Regions from separate parts of the Mus musculus genome. Here region 1 is linked to region 2. The links are chromatin contacts, called in public HiChIP or PLAC-seq maps. All regions are on one chromosome and are shown on one strand. Each heading gives the region's core, a stretch centred on a gene start, on an enhancer-like site or on the middle of the called end of the contact. The rest is flanking DNA. Distances are from core to core; before and after follow the strand shown.

The links. HiChIP or PLAC-seq counts read pairs in DNA pulled down with a chosen protein or histone mark.
Region 1: an H3K27ac HiChIP or PLAC-seq map of extraembryonic endoderm stem cells shows a contact between it and region 2. The contact joins the enhancer-like site here to the promoter of Rrbp1 in region 2. A contact is called at or near these places in 8 of 39 promoter capture datasets (the 3T3-L1 cell line, the C10 cell line, cranial neural crest and 3 more), 13 of 484 Hi-C or Micro-C datasets (B cells, the CH12 cell line, MC3T3-E1-derived osteoblasts and 7 more), 11 of 115 datasets of contacts at active chromatin or transcription factors (the 230-238 cell line, acute myeloid leukemia, craniofacial prominence and 7 more) and 3 of 9 other capture datasets (adipose tissue, embryonic stem cells and pancreatic islet).

What each region holds. Positions count from the first base shown.
Region 1 is chr2:144,106,913-144,111,030 of GRCm38.p6, forward strand. The region is part of intron 2 of Banf2os (a long non-coding RNA gene); the gene reads right to left. Among named protein-coding and RNA genes, the nearest start is that of Banf2, 76 kb to the left of the region's middle. Within about 2 kb of position 1,684, at least 56 of the 459 cell types and tissues checked have an H3K27ac peak or open chromatin away from gene starts, as enhancers often do. A contact at or near this core is called in adipose tissue, adipose-derived mesenchymal stem cells and extraembryonic endoderm stem cells, where this site is marked.
Region 2 is chr2:144,009,940-144,013,731 of GRCm38.p6, forward strand. It overlaps Rrbp1 (ribosome binding protein 1), which reads right to left and starts at 1,324. Exons shown (of 24, transcript NM_024281.2): 1 at 1,060-1,324.

The DNA.
Region 1 (4,118 bases), core at 434-2,933, 97 kb after region 2:
GGGTTTCCCTGGGATGGAGCTATGGCTGTATGTATGAATAGAAACTCAGGGTTTCTATTCCTGCACAAATATCATGACCAAGAAGCAAGTTGGGGAGGAAAGGGTTTATTCAGCTTACACTTTCCACATTGCTGTTGATCACCAAAGGAAGTCAGGACTAGAAATCAAGCAGGTCAGGAAGCAGGAGCTGATGAAGAGGCCATGGAGGGATGTTACTGGCTTGCTTCCCTTGGCTTGCTCAGCCTGCTCTCTTATAGAACCAAGACTACCAGTCCAGGGATGGCACCACCCACAATGCCTCTCCCCCCTTGATCACCAACTGAGAAAATGCCCCACAGCTGAATTTCATGGAGGCATTTCCCCAACTGAAGCTCCTTTCTCTGTGATAACTCTAGCCTGTGTCAAGTTGACATGCGAAACCAGCCAGTACACTGCAGTAATGATTTGCTTTGCAATACACCTTCCCAAGGACACCTGGGTTCTCTTTGTCCCTCTCACACACCCTATCAATACCTTCTGGCGTCATCGGCCAACCAAAAGACTTGCTCCAAGGACCATTTCTAGGGCTCTGTCTTCTGAGAGGCTGGGTGGCTGGCCAAGAACTGAATTTGGAACAACCTTCCTTGAATGTTCTCTGTAGAATCCACAGGGTGATATCACCAAGTACAGAGTCCAGTGAGGAAAAAGGAGTGTTGTGCCAACCAGACGGAGAAACAGCTAGGACTCCAGAGCCAAAGGAAAGTATGAAGCTAAAAAAAACCAAGGGGCCGATGACTGGGAGTGTTTAGTAGATGCTGGAAGAGGTGAGGAAGGATCCTCACTGCCAGGGCCAGGCAGAGCGGGGCCTGCTGATACCTGACTTGAAAGTCTGCCTCCAGAACTGTGTGGTGCATGGCTCTGGTACAAGGTAGCTTTTGAAAGCTACCTAACTTGTGGTAATAGTTACAGCATGTGGCTACTAGAGCTTTATATTGTTACTTGGCATTACTTTATATTATTACTATTCTCCAGAGGAGGAAACCCAGGGTCAAAGAGTCCAGGTGGTTAATGTAAAGATAACAAAGGTGTAAGTGAAGCAGTCAGCACCAGTTCAGACCTGTCAGCACCGGTTCAGGGTTCCCTGATATCAGGTCCCATTGTCATTAGCTCTCTCAGTGTTGTTGACATGCAATCTCCCAGACACTCTCTATGCATTTAAGATAGAGGAATGAGATACTCAGATTTAACTGTCAGCTCATAGTATTGTCAAGTCACCTGCGAATAGAGTCTCAGTGAGGGGTTGTCTAGCTCAGGTTAGCCTATGGGCATGTCTAGGGGGAACTGACTTGGTGATGTTAATTGATATGGAAGAACACATCTTAAAGGCACCTTTTCCTGGATTTGGTCAAGGGCTGTATAAAAGAGGAAGTGAACTGAGTTGTAGACACACAGACATCAATTCTCTTTGCTCTTCACTGTGGATGTGACTGGCTGCTTCAAGTTCCTGCTCTGACTTCCATGCAACGGTGGAACGCAACCCAGAATTCTGAGGTGAACAAACCCTTTCTCTCTTGAAGTCTTGTCTGGCTATTTTACCACAGCAACAGGAAAAGAAAGCAAAACAAAGGTCTGTCCCATGTAGCATTTATCTGGAAGCAGGCACACAGGCCTATGAGTAATCCTGTTGCTTAGCAGGCTAGACAGAGTTAAGAGTCTATGAGCAGAGACTGGACAGGGGAGGGGAGGGTGAGTGAGCTCAGAGACAGTTTGCAGTGCTAAACAGAGGCAGTTGGAAAATTGAAGCCTCTGCAAAGATATGGGAATGGAGACGGTGAGTCTTGTGGATGTCTTAGAGTGTCCCAGGCCTGAGTGTCCCCAGGCACAGGACACTTATTATTACAGTAGGAAACTGGAGATATGTTAAAAGGGACAATGAAACTCTCTAAGCATTAAAATCAGGCTTCAAAGTATGTTCCAAAGAATCCTGCAGATTGTAACAGGAGCTTCCAAGGCCACGACACAGCCTCACCCCACTCTCCCCATGCTCAGCCAGATCATTCAATCTCAGTTCTCATCTGCTTTGTCGCCTGAGGTTCTCACTGAACTTCATCTAAGGAATCCCAGAGCTGGGAAGCAGGCCTGGGGTAAGCTGCAAGACAGCCATTCTCTGAAAGAGAAAGAGCCTACCAGACAGTACCAATGGAGTTGAATGCCCTGCACTAAGTGTAAGAAGCCAGACCCAAACAGCTACCTTCTGGTTTCACTTCTAGGACATTCTATAAAGGACAAATGTAGGGAGACAGGGAACTGATGCAGACTGCAGAAACTGCAAAGGGGACTGCTGCCTGCATTGCCCACTGATCCTTACTGGGAATGCTCCACAAACTTGACCTCACCCTCGCCACCCAGTATTTGAAGATTCTGCTTGAGTTATCTTTTATTCTGAGGGCACTATGAATTGTGACAAAAGGACACAAAAGACAAACACCTTGGGTATGAAGAGCAAGAAAAGGAAACACACTATCAGTGTGCACTCAGGGCCATCGGCTAGTGACTTCAATTCCTTTCCTATCACTCTGTTTTCATGCATAAAATTCTCACTAGACTTCCGTAGAGAAGCTGTAACTCCACAGGGCTCCATGTAGCAGGTTGTATTTCCCAGAACAGCAAGAGATACTATTAAACATAAAATAATGAAACCTTGTGTCTCTAGTTTGAGCAATAATTTGGGACATAGTAACAAATAATTGGAAAGGCAGGAACAGAGCCTGAGGGCACCTTAGCCCAGCACCTGCTCGCTGTGTGCTGGACCAGCAGCCTCTCTTTGGTCTGTCTTGTTCCTTCTTTAGAAAATAGGGAGCCCTCATGCACAGCCTACTGGAGGAAACTCCATGCATCCCACCCTAGAGCAAGAGGTAATAGCTCTCATCTGGATGTCAGGTGTTAAAGTTATACTGGGCACATAGTAGGTGCTCAAAAAATATCTGGCAGTTGAATGCACAACTCCCAGACTCACTCTAGAAGCTGGTAGAACAGTTAGCAGTATCAGTCTTTATGGAGGAGACCACAGTAAGCTAATAATGAGGACATTTTAGACGCACGTGACAGGAGGAAAGAACTAAGGGCTCTCTGACAGAGGACTGACTGTGTACAAAGGTCAAGGAGGTCTTCTGAGTAGATGACATCTGAACTGAGTCTGAAAAAGAATAGTAGCTACTCTGAGCAGGTAAGATGTGTGTTCTTAACAGAGGAATGCCAAAGGAAAATGCTATAGAGTATGAGTATATGCACATACACACATACACACCTGCATGTACACATACACATATGAATACAATACACACATACATATTCACATTCACACACATTAGTGCATACATATGCATACACACACACACACACTTTAAAATATAAAAGGAAGGTTCTGGGTCAGCATCAACTGCACGTATTCTTGAGCAGGGCAAATAGCAATAAGCAATAATTTGGGACAAAGAATGGAGCATTTTGTCAGGGTGGTCTTTGCCCTCCATTCCCTGCTGTTACCTTGGGTGATCTTTTCTTTATGGGCCTCTGTCATTAGTATGCAAAGGAGTTTGGTTGGCATCAGTGGGATCCTTGAGGCTCATGCTAGCCTAGGAGGGCCACTTGTGAACATCTCTTTCTTACACCCTGGATTCAGCAATAACCCATGGGGTAATGGAACTTGGCCATGGGAGGGTACTTACACCACCCCTGGGGTGAGGGGCTGGGGGTGGCTACGACTGGGGTGAGGGTCTGGGGTAGCTACAGATGGTGACTCAGTTTTCTTTTAAGATCTAGTTTAATGCCTCCGGCACATCCTTGGCCTGATCTGGTGCTTCACGAATTGTGCTGAAGTTTTCTGTAGCAGAGAAACGCTTACACAGAACCCAGAGGCCTTAGAGCCGAGCATCTTAGAATTGTCCTGAAAAGCACCGATTAGGGGCTAGAAAGATAACTCGGTTAATTAAGGGCACTTGCTGCTCTTGCAGGGGACCTGGATTGAGTCCTCAACACCCACACCGGGTCACTAACAACTATCTGTAACTCCAGCTGCACAGGGGGGCCTGATGCCTCTGGCCGCCATGGAGCCAATCTATGCTTATGTGGTCAGACATACT
Region 2 (3,792 bases), core at 74-2,573:
CACTGCTGTCTCTCAGATGGGGAAATGGGAAACCTCTGAGAGAAAGCATTTGGTTAGCAACTGTCGACGAAGCGTGACACCTACGGGAAAGAGTCTCTGAAGCATCCTGCACAGCCTGCAGTAAGCCCGGGTCAACCGGCCTCCCTTCCCCGGGCACTGCCGGGGAGCCTGGCGGGCCGGGACAGACGGCGGGCCCAGTGCCAGGGCGCTTGGCCCGCCGGGCCGGAGGTGCCGACTTCCGCCCAGGCCTAGCACCACGGGTCCACTAATCATGGGCGCGGGAAAGAGACGCCAGGCAGGACCCCGGGTGGCCCCAACCCTGGCCAGGTCCCGCACCCTCGTGCCGGTTCCGCGAGGACCCGCCGTGAAACGGTGCTGCGGCCCTGCCGCCAGGGGGAGCAGGGAGCCTCATCCCGTACTCCGGGAAGTTGCTACGGCCAGTCCCGGACGGCACCCGCGGCGAGCCCTGTGGCCCCCGCCCGCCCCGTCGGGGCTGCCGACGTGTCCTGTGGCCACAGCCCGCAGCCCGGGGCTCTGGGCCCCCGCGTCGCCAATCCAGTCTCAGCCCTCGTCCCAGGCCGGCCCACCGCCTTCCGCCCCCCCAACCCCCTCCGGCCCGGACTCCGGCCCGGCAACGTCATCCGGTGGCTTCCCGAAACTTAACCCCTTCCTCCGCCAGCTGTGCGCCGCCCCGCCCCGCCGCCAACTTTCTTAGCCCAACTTCGGAGCGCGCGGGCCGGCCCGACGGCCCGGCCGAGAGGGAGGGGTCGCCACGTCGTGCCGCGGGGCCGCCGCAGCTCCTGGCCTGCCGGCCGGGGGAATCCACCCCGAGGGGCGCGCTCGGCCGACGCCCCTGCACGGGCTCGGCCTGGCACACGCAGCTCCGTCCCACTCGAGGGGCCGCGGCTACCGCCAGGGCGGGCGTGCGGGCCGGCGCCGCCGGGGGAGGGGCCGCCGAGGAGACGTGTCACTCGCGGCGCGACCGGCCCGGCGCCCCGACGGCCCAGCCCGCGCGCCTCCACCGCCGCCGCCGCTGCAGGGCCCGGCCAAGTTTCTTACCTGCAGCGGGAGACGCGAGAGGGAGAGCGAGAGGGCAAGAGCAGCCGCCGCCGCCGCCGCGGAACCGCAAGAGGGGAGCCGGCCGAGCCTCCACCGAGAAGCCGCCCCTGAGCAGCTGCACACACTGCGACCCTGGCGCCGTCCGCCCCGTCCGCCGTCCGCTCCGGCCGCTCGCTGGCTGCGTGCGCGTGTGTGGAGTCGTGGCACTTTCTGCCTCGGAGCTGGCGAACGGCCCCCTCCGCCGGGATCGCCGCCTCCTGCCTTCCCCACCCGGACCAGCCATTCATCGAGCTGCCTCTTCCTATTGGTTCACTAGCCGCCACTCTGCCGGCCTCTGACCAATCAGACCGCGGACGGCCGCGCCGCGGTGGCGACCATTGGCCAAAAAGGAGGGTCTACGTCTCAGCCAATGAGAGAGAGGAGGAGCTGCGGGGAGCCGCGGGGGGCGGGGCCGAAGAGGGGCGGAGCCGCGCAGCGCAACTCTCAGCTCTGCGCGGGGGCGGGTCTCTAACTCCCCGCCCACCTAGGGAGGTCCTCTGCCGGTCCCGCCCACTCCAGGCCTCCGCTCTCCACGCCACCGCTTATTCGGATTTGGCTCCGCCTAGGCCGATAGACTGCGGTTCGAATCCCCTTGGCCGCAGGCTGCTCTTTTCCTCCACACTGCCGGGCTGAGGTGGCCGTGAATGTTACCCTCAGGAGGACTGCACAAACCGTGAACAACTGGGAAAATGCCTTATTTAAACCCAAATAACGTCACACAAAGCACCAGCCTCTGGGTCTAAAGAAGAGTTCTGCAAGGGTCAGAGCAGGGAGGATGGGGCCTTATCTATCCGTAAAGGCACTGCATTCTGCATTCCATATTTTACTGAATAAGTGGGAGAATTGAGGTGGAAGACCTGGAAAGAACAAAAGAAATAGAGGTGGAAATTTTGATAAGAAAAGCCACTCCCTAAACAGAATAATATACTGTCCTTGTACAAATCACACAGCAGAGTTACATCCATCCTGTGACACTTGATTTCAGATGTTGGGACCATGAGGTTTTGGCCCAAGAAAATATGATAGCAACCCAGGAAATTGATCTAGTGATACTCCAAATATTAGCCAGCTACCCCTTTATAAAAACAAAAAAACAACAACCAACACCTACTTAGAAGAGGGGTGCATATGCCACCATGCACCAACTCTCTGCTTGATTCTCTCCTTCCATGGCTGTTTCTAGGGATCAAAACTCAGTCAGATTGCATAGAAAGTACTTAAAAGTAGTTTCCCTGTGCCATCTCATCAACACAAAAGCCTCTCTTCAAAACCAAGTTCAATTGAAATAACTTAACTTTAAGTGCTTTTCTTTTCTTTTTTTTTTTTTTTTTTTTTGAGTCAAGGTCTCACTATGTGGCTGTCCCACAACTTGCTTTGTATAACAGGCTGGCCTAGAACTCAAAGTCACAGAGTTCCTCCTGCCTCTGTTTTCTGAGTACTGGCATTAAAGGCATGAAACACCATGCCAGCTTAAGTTTAGGTTATAACCATTTTAACTGCAGCTCTTAAAATTATTCCTTTGAGCCTGAGGCAAGATCAGCCTCTTTGAAATGAAGTTTGGTCTCTCTCCTCTGTCCCCCACCCCCCTTTCGAGTCCACACAGAATTTGATATCAGGCATATCTCTCTCTCTATTGCTCGAGCAGGGTCTGTCTATGATCCTGGAGCCCACTCCTTTAACTCAGCTGCCTGACCAGTGAGTGACGGTCTCCATCTTCACAGTGCTGGATTGTAGGTGGCACCTGGAGTGTTCACATTCATGTTGGGATTTGAACTCAGGGCCTTCATAGCAGGTACTTTACCCACTGAGCCACCTCCCCAGCCTCTAAGATTTAGTGTTCTAAAAGGCCAAAGGACTACACCTGCCCCAGCCTCTGTGGCTGCAGAGTTCCTGCCTCAGTTCCTCTGTGAGCACCCCTTTGGCCATTGCTACTTGACAGCTGTTGGTCTATAGTAAAACTGCAAGGAGAGAATACAGAGGGGTTAGGCTGAAACTAAACTATTTATTTCTGGTTTGAATCTCAGTGTCTTAGGGAATTAATGATTAATCAGCAGGAATCACTATAGATCACCTTTCCACACTCAGTCATTTTCCAGAGCTGAGATTCACTTGAAATAAAATTAAGGATCCCAGCTTCTGGTCAGCAGTTGCTAGCAGCCAGTCTGGCTGGATCATGGTGGGGCATTTACCTCCCTGGGCATAAATGGACTGTAAGACAGTTACTCTCTCTTGTGGGGATAAGTAAGAACATTTATTCATCCATTCAGTCGTGTTTGTTAGTGTCCAGGGAAGACTGCAGGCTGAGCATGCAGCCTAAAGTGATACCCAAATCCACCAAGGGCCCAAAGACTTCTCTGTGGCAGGGTTGTTCTTCATCTTGGTTCACTATTTGTCTTTAATTTTTCCCAGAAGCCGATCCTGGCAGGAGGAATTGGTTCAGATGCGGTAGTCCTTCACTCTCTGACAGAGATTAGTTCCAGGACCATCTATAGCAGGTTGCGGTGTCTGGGGATGGGCAAGTCTCATATAAAATGATTTGCATAGAGCCTCTGCACTTCCTCCCATATGCTTCAAATCCTCTCTAGATGATATACACTGCCTTTAATGCAATGTGATGCTATATAAATAGTTGTGACACTGTATTGTTTAGAGAACCATGACAGGGGAGAAAGCCCTGCACATGCCCAATACAGA